Regions from separate parts of the Gasterosteus aculeatus genome. Here region 2 is linked to region 1. Evidence: chromatin contacts called from public Hi-C data. All regions are on one chromosome and are shown on one strand. The core of a region is the stretch at or near the end of the contact, and the rest is flanking DNA. Distances in the headings are between cores, read along the strand shown.

What was found. Hi-C and Micro-C count contacts between places; a contact is called where the count stands out from the background.
Region 2: a Hi-C map of tail fin shows a contact between it and region 1, with 5 times the contacts expected there. The contact joins the promoter of scube3 here to the enhancer-like site in region 1. A contact is called at or near these places in 4 of 6 Hi-C or Micro-C datasets (skeletal muscle, tail fin and whole body).

What each region holds. Positions count from the first base shown.
Region 1 is chr2:4,516,775-4,521,378 of fGasAcu3.hap1.1, reverse strand. It overlaps scube3 (signal peptide, CUB domain, EGF-like 3), which reads left to right. Exons shown (of 22, transcript XM_040194238.2): 15 at 96-299; 16 at 490-651; 17 at 750-917; 18 at 1,009-1,170; 19 at 1,259-1,456; 20 at 1,539-1,691; 21 at 1,915-1,994; 22 at 2,284-4,604. The coding sequence ends at 2,436. Among protein-coding and RNA genes, the nearest start is that of LOC120829794, 7.5 kb to the right of the region's middle. Within about 2 kb of position 1,893, at least 3 of the 9 cell types and tissues checked have open chromatin away from gene starts, as enhancers often do.
Region 2 is chr2:4,566,903-4,571,611 of fGasAcu3.hap1.1, reverse strand. scube3 (signal peptide, CUB domain, EGF-like 3) reads left to right here and starts at 2,972. Exons shown (of 22, transcript XM_040194238.2): 1 at 2,972-3,510. The coding sequence starts at 3,411.

The DNA of each region.
Region 1 (4,604 bases), core at 644-3,143:
ACTGAAAATATCCGTTGGAGTTACAGTCCAACCTGATCAGGATCGGCTGCGTTGCTCGTTACGATGACGCTTTTGTTTTATTGGACCTTGAACAGGGAGTTGCAATCTCAGCTGCCTGAGACAGCGCATGGAGAAGCAGGTCAAGACGTACATCAAGGCCCTGAAGAAGTCCATCAACCAGGAGCGCTTCCTGATCCGAGTCGCCGGTCTGGAGTACGAGGTCGCCCAGAAACTCCCCCAGGCAGCTCCGAGCCACGAGAACTGTGGCCCCGGCTGGGAGAGGGACAGCGGGCGATGTGGTAAGACTGGACGAGCCGGACGAGCCGGACGAGCCGTCTCACTGGGACGAGATGCTGTCGTAGCCTGCGATGCCTGTGATATAAATTGTTCCTTTTAGTGTTCTAGTACACACTTTGATTGAAATAAGAAAATGGGAATGGATCTGAGGTGAGTTCTCTCTGACTGATGCCGTTGTGGATGTTTCCTCAGTCAGATGCCTGCCGGGGTCCTACTACCACGGGGAGCAGGAGCGCTGTGTCCAGTGTCCGCCTGGCACCTTCCAGGAGAGGGAGGGGCAGCTGGCCTGTGACCTTTGCCCCGGCAGCGACGGCCACGGCCCCGTCGGGGCCAGAAACATCTCCTCCTGCGCAGGTAGCCCAGTCCTCGTTTGTACAAACGTCTGTTTCTGATTGTTAATACGAGCTCCTGCTTGTTAAAGCGTCCCTGCGTCCTGTGCAAATCCATTCTAGGACAATGTCCAACGGGGTCCTTCTCCAGCGACGGGTTCAAACCGTGCCAGCCGTGTCCCCAGGGCTCCTACCAGCCGGATTTGGGACGGACCCTGTGCTTCCCCTGTGGGGGAGGCCTGGGCACCAAGCGGGAAGGTGCCAGCTTCTTCCATGACTGTGAAGTCAAAGGTCAGCTCGGGCTGTTTTTAGTCAAATAAGGAAAATACACACAAAACAACAAGTACCACAAGTATTAAGCCGCTTCCCTTCCGCCCTGCAGTTCAGTGTTCTCCGGGTCATTACTACAACACCACGGTGCACCGGTGCATCCGCTGCCCGGTGGGGACGTACCAGACAGAGTTTCGGCAGAACTACTGCATTTCCTGCCCCGGGAACACCACCACGGACTTTGATGGCGCCACAAGCGTCTCGCAGTGCAAGAGTGAGTAGGAGCGTGACTTCCTTCCTTCCTTAAACGCGAGCCGGAGCCTGGTTTGATTTGGTCTTTGATGTGTTCCGGGTACGTCCAGACAGGCAGTGCGGGGGCGAGATGGGCGAGTTCATGGGTTACATCGAGTCGCCCAACTACCCCGGTAATTACCCCGCTAACGTGGAGTGCATCTGGAACATCAACCCGCCCAGCAAGCGCAAGATCCTAATCGTGGTGCCGGAGATCTTCCTGCCCTCGGAGGACGAGTGCGGAGACGTGCTGGTGATGAGGAAGAACTGTGAGTGTCTCCCCTTCCGTCCCCCCCCCGTTTCAATAGCGTTCTCGATTGGTCACCACCGTCTCGTATGTGCACCTACAAGGGTCGGCCACGTCCATCACCACCTACGAGACGTGCCAGACGTACGAGCGGCCCATCGCCTTCACGGCGCGATCCCGACGCCTCTGGATTAACTTCAAGTCCAACGAGGCGAACAGCGGCCGAGGCTTTCAGATCCCCTACGTCACTTATGACGGTGCGTGGCCGTCTCGTTCATCACACAGCGCCTCCGTATCACAAAGAAATATGTCAGGAATGCCAGGAGGGAGTTTCTTCAAAAGTTGACTGTAGATACACAGTTTGTTACCGCGACCTTTTAATGGCACCGTGTTCTTTCCATGCTACGTTGTCTTAAAGTGTTTCTCAGAATATCAAGTTGTGATTAAAAGTGATTGTGTCTTGCGTTTGTACAAAATCAGAGGACTATGAACAGCTCGTAGAAGACATCGTGCGAGACGGAAGACTCTATGCCTCAGAAAACCATCAAGAAATCCTCAAGGTCAGCAGATTTACTTCCTGTGTTTGTCGGGCTTCGTTTCTTGTTCCTTCTACAGGTGACTCAGTTAAACAAGAAGCTGCACCTTAAGGCGCGTTGGTGCAAAACAAAGCTGTTGCCAACAAACATTAGCACATGATTTTGTAAAGCAGGCGTGTTATGCGTTTAGCAGCCATTGTGCAACAGCTTCAAATGTTATTCCAGCGATTGTTAAGGAGGAAAGCAAGTTCAGTTGGTAAAGATCAACTTAAGCAAGTGCGTTGCGTTTACACCCGTCTGTTCTTCCCTACAGGATAAAAAACTGATTAAGACTCTTTTCGACGTGCTGGCTCACCCAAACAACTACTTTAAGTACACCACTCGGGAGTCCAACGAGATGCTCCCTCGCTCCTTCATCCGCCTCATAAGCAGCAAAGTGTCCGCTTTCCTGCGACCATACAAGTAAAGCTGAAGCACGGGATTGTGACAGCCCCCCCTCCCCCCTCTCCCCCCTCTCCCCCTTCCCTCCCCCCCTCACCCACAGGCCATCCCGCAACTCTCACAGGACACCAGTCACCCTCTCTAACTTCCCATAGGCTTCGACAGTAAACACTACACGCAGACCTGAGAAACTTTTAGTTTATTTCTCTCGGTTGGGCGCCGGTCTCGCGGGCATCACGAGTGGCTTCGGGTTTCTGTTGTGCAATGAAACCCCCCAAAAAGAAAAGAAAATGGAGACGGCCATTTCAGACGGCGGGAGTGACGTTAAGTGTGACTGTGAGTGTTGTGCATGTGTTGTGTGACCCTGGTTCCACCCTCGGTGTCCTCGAGGAGGAGCGGCGGGTTGGATTCGCGTCGCGTCCGCGTTCCAGGTCGTTGGAGGTCGCGCCATGTTTGAGCTCTTAGAGCCGCTTCGAAAGGTTTTTGCTGTTAAAACAGTCGATGTTTTTGTTTTGCGCCCGTCAGCGTTTTCCGACCTTCAGATGGTGTTCTGATGCTCTTTTGTTTCTACGGCAACACAAATGGGCATAAGTGCACATCTCGGAGATGAATAACAAACTAATAAACGAGAGTGTGACGTCTAGTGGAACATGTCTCAGAGAGAAAGAGAGAAATGTCTTCGAGGGACATTTTGTTTGCTGCTTCTTTTAAAAAGGTCACTTTAATTCTTCAATCTCATATTTTCTTTCTGATGTCGTCTACAGTCTCTAGGTTTAGAACTAAGGAAGCTCCAACGTCTGAAATGCTTAGTTCTTACACACAGAAGGTTGATGTCACATTACCAGTTTGTGTGTTTTTATTTCAATTTTGTAAATAATGAAAATAAACTAGACGAGGGTTTAATTCTTTAATCCTAAATTTCGTACGCAGGACCCCCAAAATTGTTTTTTTTTCCCCCCCACCTTCATGTCCCACCCGTCTCAAATCCAAAGACACCCAGAACTCCCTTCTAACACCCCACTTGCATTTTGTTCTGTCCCAATGAAGACAGCTCTTCCAAAGACCGCCCAAAAAGGTGGGGTCACTTTGTCTTGTGCACTAAGTTCAGAGCCCGCCATCCTACCTTTAAGTACAACGTGCAATGAGTGAGAACACATCTTTATTTTCGGTTACACCCTTTTGTGACCCACAACAAAGCTCGTGAAATGGGATTTAGGCTCTAGGATTCTTTTTGGGACGCGTTGTATTAAATATGTATCAGTCACTGTGGGCGGGAGACGTTTAGGTTGCAAAGTGTAACTGCTCTTAAGAGAGGGACAAAAAAATATATATAAAGTCAGTCAAGAAACATGACAACTTGCTGTGTGAAAAAAAAAAAAAAAAAAAAGAATCCAACACTATGCTTCATGTATATAAAAGGAATTGCTTCATATATGTAATGAAATACGCTTATTTTGCCATTTTACCAAGAATCAGATGAGATTGACGCCACTCTAATCTGGACAGATCGCACAAATACTGGAAACGGAAAAAAAAAAAAAAAAAAGGTGACCACGTCCGTCTCAAAGTAACAAACCACAGCTACTTATATGGTGAGGACATTCCTGGACTCAGTGACTCCAGAAAGACTCTCAGCAAGAAAGGGAATGAATATTTCTCATTACGTGTGGGCGACTCTTTAGCACCACCCCGTCGGTGGAATTGGTAGACGACTGTGATTAGAATCCCAGCTTGTCAAATGTCCGGTTCAGGTGGACTGATCTGCGTGAATGAAAATAAGTGGTCCTGGATATGAAGCGTACCCTCACCGCTGTATTAAAAAAAAAAAAAAAGGCAGAGCCACCCAAACTTTAGGATGACAAAGGGACTTCAGCCGCATCGTGGAACCGGGGCGATGCTGGGCCGAGCCACGAAGACCCCATGGCAGGTTGAAATCCCCCCCCAGGCTGCTCAGTACGTCCAAGTACTGCCTGCAAACAGAGGTGTGCCCCTCGGCCAATAAGCCCCAAACCCACCCCCCCCAGAATCAGCTTCTTTCCTGCAACCTGAAAGTTTTTCTGTTGCCTTTTAACGAGAGTTTGCTATGATGTATCATAGAGTTGATAATGATATTTGCACTTGAATTGTTATTGCTCATGTAAAGAAATGTCTGGATTTTTTTTATTGTCTTTTTAAATGAATGGAATTGGTGTT
Region 2 (4,709 bases), core at 1,723-4,222, 49 kb before region 1:
CAGCAGACATTGTTCCCGCACGGGCCTGTTTCCCCTCCAGCAGCGAGGCCTGTCTGTGACTCGTCTGCCTCCCTGCTTCCTGCAGCAGCGTTAAGACTCAGGTAACGTGACCCGGGGTCGAGCGAAGCGAGCGCTCACAACCCGCAGCCCCGAGGGTTGCTGCGGCGATGGCGCTCATTAGAACTCATCCGACACTTCCAGCGCCGTGATGCTACAAACACAAGCCGACCCTAAAAGGCCTCTCGTGCCGCTCGGCATGTATGGGCCGCGGTCACGATTTGACGGGCGGGAACAACGCGTCTTTTTGGTTCACCCGCCATTTCTGCCGACTTGATAAGTGTATCCCCCCCCCTCCCCTCCCCTCTCCTCTCCTTCCCCTCTCTCCCGCTCCCTGTTAGTGCCAGTGACTGAGGCATGCGGTCGGGAGGCATTCCTGGGGCAAGCCCACAGCGTTCGCTGGGATGCCTGCACTAAAGTGTGGAACTCAGCAAGCCGCTGCGCTCCCCTGTGGTGCCGGCATGGTGAGTACCGAGAGGTCCTGCTGGGCCTGCGGTGGCGTTGGTCACCTCGCATACGGAGCCCCCCGCATAGAAGGAAGGAGGGGGGCGGGAAAGGGGAAAACTCCTGAGCCGCGAGCCTCGGCGTTTTCACACATAAATCTTTCAGACAATCGCGGGGGGGGCATGAACGTCAAAGTGGGAGAAAGTAAATGAGGAGCTGAGGTGATGTGCCCCTGTGTAGACCATCTGGAGGAGGACATTAGGCTCTCTGCAGGACTTCTCCCTCCTCGGCCCATTAGCATGCAGCAACGGCTCTGACAGACGCCTCCCAACGCGCATCCATCTTGCATGTATCTTACCGCGGCAGCTGTTGCAGCATCGTGGGACTAAAACATGAGGTTATAACCTACGAGAGGTTATAAAGGAGGCGTCCAAACATTGCGCCGCTCTTGAAATGGGGATCCGTCTCCTGCGCTCAACCGTTTTCTTTTTGAGAATCCAAATTGTGCCATTTCTGCAGCACTTTGAGCAAAAGTTTTTTTTAAAAGTGTCTTTTTTCTTGTCTCTCCAAATTCACAAAAGGCCCAAGAGAAAAAGGAACGCTGCTGCGCGCTCGTGGCAAAAGGTCATTTGTGGTCAACGCCACCTCGCTGGCTTTGTAACACCGGCTAACCAGACTTCTGGTCGGTGAAAGATCCTCGCCTGCCCAAGTCCTTTTCACTACGAGCGCCATAAATGAAACATTGCCTCGCTTCCCCCCCCCCCGCCACCCCCGTGTGTGTCTGTTGGGGTAAAAATAGCCCTGTTTGGTGCACAGCGGGTTTCCCGCGCGCAGCCTCCTGTCTTTTTAACCACGTGCACTGATCCTCCGGTGCGACTTGCTGCTCGGGCTCTGTGGCATCCGCCCGCTGACTTTCTCAAACTCCCCGAGTGACTCTGAGCTCATTTGGTTTTACAACTACCCAGAGACTTAAACGCGGGGACGCGGGTTATTTCCACATCCCCGACGGATGCGAGCGGCTCGGCCTGCTGCCGTGGCGTTGCATGCACTTTGAATCGGTATTCCAAGGAGCTTGTTCTCTCGTGCTGAATCTCTTATTTATTGAGCCCCCTCCCAGTCTCTAAAGGTCCTTGTGCATGAGATGGCTCTTTAGGCTCTTGAACCTGAGGTGGTCTGACACAGTAACAGTCGAGTTGAGGTAATGACACAATCGAATGAGATTGGCGTCCTCCACAACACTGTTTCATGACTGTCTGCATCCTCGGAGGACGGACTTGTTATTTCCAATCAGCCTCATTGTGAGGTCCGCGCTGCAGTGGATTGAGGGGAAAGAATTACAATAATTATAGTGTTGAATCTGCCGGTGCGTTGAAATGCAAACACAAACGCATCAACAAGGCTGATTGATTTGCATGTGCGAGGATACCGACGCTTGGCCCCCGACGGGGACCTTCCAGAGAACCAACGTCTCCTATGTGGCACAGTAGCTCAGTGGGCCCCTGCTGATGTGAGAGGTCTGTCTTGATTCATGGAGCTCGAGGCTCGTTGCTCTTCAGGTGTTGTGGGGGGGTAATGGTGTGCAAACATTCCATCATGACAACGGTTTTGCACCGTGGCTGATGGTCCAATGCAAACTGACTTTTTAGCCGTTCGGCTTCAACACTCGTAGCGTTTGGTCTCAGGAAGAAATGGTCTGGGAATTTATTTAAGAGTCTTCATATTAATGATTTTTTTTGATCAGGCACATCTTTAATTCCAAGCTAGACCACCAAAATAAAAAAAATGAATAGCTTTCTTTGTTTTGGGTACCTGTGCAAGGTGATTATTACACCTACCACCAATTTTTAATTATCTGCCAGAGCAACTGGTTTATTTGAGTGTATTGTGAGCAGCTGGTGCAGTTTATTTCATATTCATTCACTTTTATTGATAAAAACATATTTCCTGTTATAATATTTCATATTAAGTTGCCCCCCCCCTCCATAAATTAAACCATTTTGTTAAGGATGCCATTAAATGTCCTCTAATATTTTGGTCTGGATTAAACTTTTTTTTGTTTTCTAAATGTTAACATTTGTTTTTGACCAACTGTTTTAATGAACACATTAATCTAACATCAGCAGACACCTTTCCGTAACGCTACAACCCCCCCCCCCCCCCCCCCCCACACACACACACACACACTCACACGCACACGCACACACACACACACTCCCCGTCGTAAATGGGCTCTAATTGGTTGTGTGATGCGACTGGATGAGCTGCAGCTCCACAAAACGCAATCTCCAGCCCATTACTTTTTCCATCATTCCGTCCCCCACAAACCCCCTTCTGCCGAAGTAAGGGGGGGGGGGCTTTTTTTGCGCGCGCGCAGGTGACACTGGGCAGGTGACCGCGCGAGCACGAGGGACCCCCCCCCCCCCCCCCCCCCCCTCACGTGTGTGCGCGCGTCCCAACAAAGGGGGACGGTGAGGGCGAGTGAGAATCAGGAGGATCAGCGGAGGAGTCCAGAGCGCAACGCGGACGCGTCTTCTTCGTCATCGCCGTCTTCTTCTCCTTCTCCTTCTTCATCTTCATCTTCTCTCCTCCCACTTCAGTCCCCGCTGCTCCACTCCATCTCTCTCTCTCTCTCTCTCTCTCCCTCTCCCTCTCCCTCCCTCTCTCTCTCCCCCCTTTCTTAAATTGACATCCGTCTGGCTCGGAACATGACAACAGAGAAGCCGTCCTCCGCTGCGCGCTGCCGGTCTGTCCTCGACCCCGATCACTCGAACCTCGTATAAGCGCGTGGAGGAATCGGGACCGCGCAGTGTCCTGCCAGCGGTTGCTCAGGAGGAATAACAAGAGGGCTCTACACACACACACACCCTCTTTGTATGTGCTCGTAGGTCTTACAAAGTGCTCAAGTTAACATGTATATGCACGCGGCGATACGCGCGAGCTTTGGATTCGTGGGTTTCTGCCTGGTCGCCTTTGTCCAACAGTCGGCGTCAGGAAGTAAAAGCGCTCAAGGTAAGTTTTCACCTCCAAATAACGCCGACGCGTTTCCTCGTGATGGCTGAGAAATGCTCGGGTTGGGAACCGAATGGAGAGGTTGTTTTTTTCTTTCCGGGTGCTTTTTGGAGACGCGGCAGTGATGACACTTGATCAGCTGTCCAAACAAATGGGACTTTATTCTAAGCGTATTAAAACAAGTAATAAGAAGAGTATTTGGCAGCTGAGAGAGTTAAAGTTTTTGGATCGAAGCGTCTGCAATCACTAAATGGCTTCTTTCTTAGTTCCCTGAAATACGACTGTTTGAATGAAGTGTGACTGAGTTACCTGTTGTCAGAAAAAAAAAAAAATATATAATTTCCCTTTGATCTTCAAACAGCATCAGCAGTGTGAAGCGGTCTGTTTCATAGCCAATCCTGCAGGTGATTGTAGTGAGAGCGACCAGGAGGTATTTGTCACGGTCCAGACAAGTATTTGACACCGGCCTGTAACACGCACGCACACGCACGCGCACGCGGAGCGGTCTGTCTGTCAGTCAGTCAGTCAGTCAGTCAGTCCGGGGCCGACCCGCTCAGCTGGCTGCCCTCTTGCTCTGGTGCGAGAAAATGATTCCCACCAGACAAGAGGCAGCCCCCCCCCCCCCCCCCCGGACTTTATTCTCGCACAACGCAAAAGCCGGAGCTGCCAGAAGTATATGCGATAAAAGGCACATGGTGGCACACACACAAAAAGACGTCTCTCAGAGGCAAAAAGGGGAAAAGGGGGGCGGAGAGGGGTGGGGGGGGGGCTGTTTTGCATTCTGGGTGGTCTGCCCCCCCCTTTGTGGGAAAACTCAATATTTACATTTTGCAATTAGAAGTAGTTTTTTTTTTTTTCTCTCACTTTATTTTCCACATCGATTACACACTTGCTTGCGGCGTGAGGGCCGAGGGCCGCTGGTGGCATGCACCTGTTTGTCGGGGGCCAAGCGGAGCGGCGTGGATGGCGCCTCGTCCGGGCTTCTCCTCCGGCTCCCGTTTATCTCCGCCGAGGCGTCTCCCCCCCCCCCCAGTTATTTGTCAGCATGTTTATTGTGTCTAACTTTTGATGTCGGTGGCACCGACTCGTCTTCAAGCTGGGAACAATTTTGGAAAAAACAAAACAAAACTGAAGAGATGAGCAATGACCAGGAAAAAGGAGAAAAAAAAATTGTCATCACAATATTTATTCAATGCAGA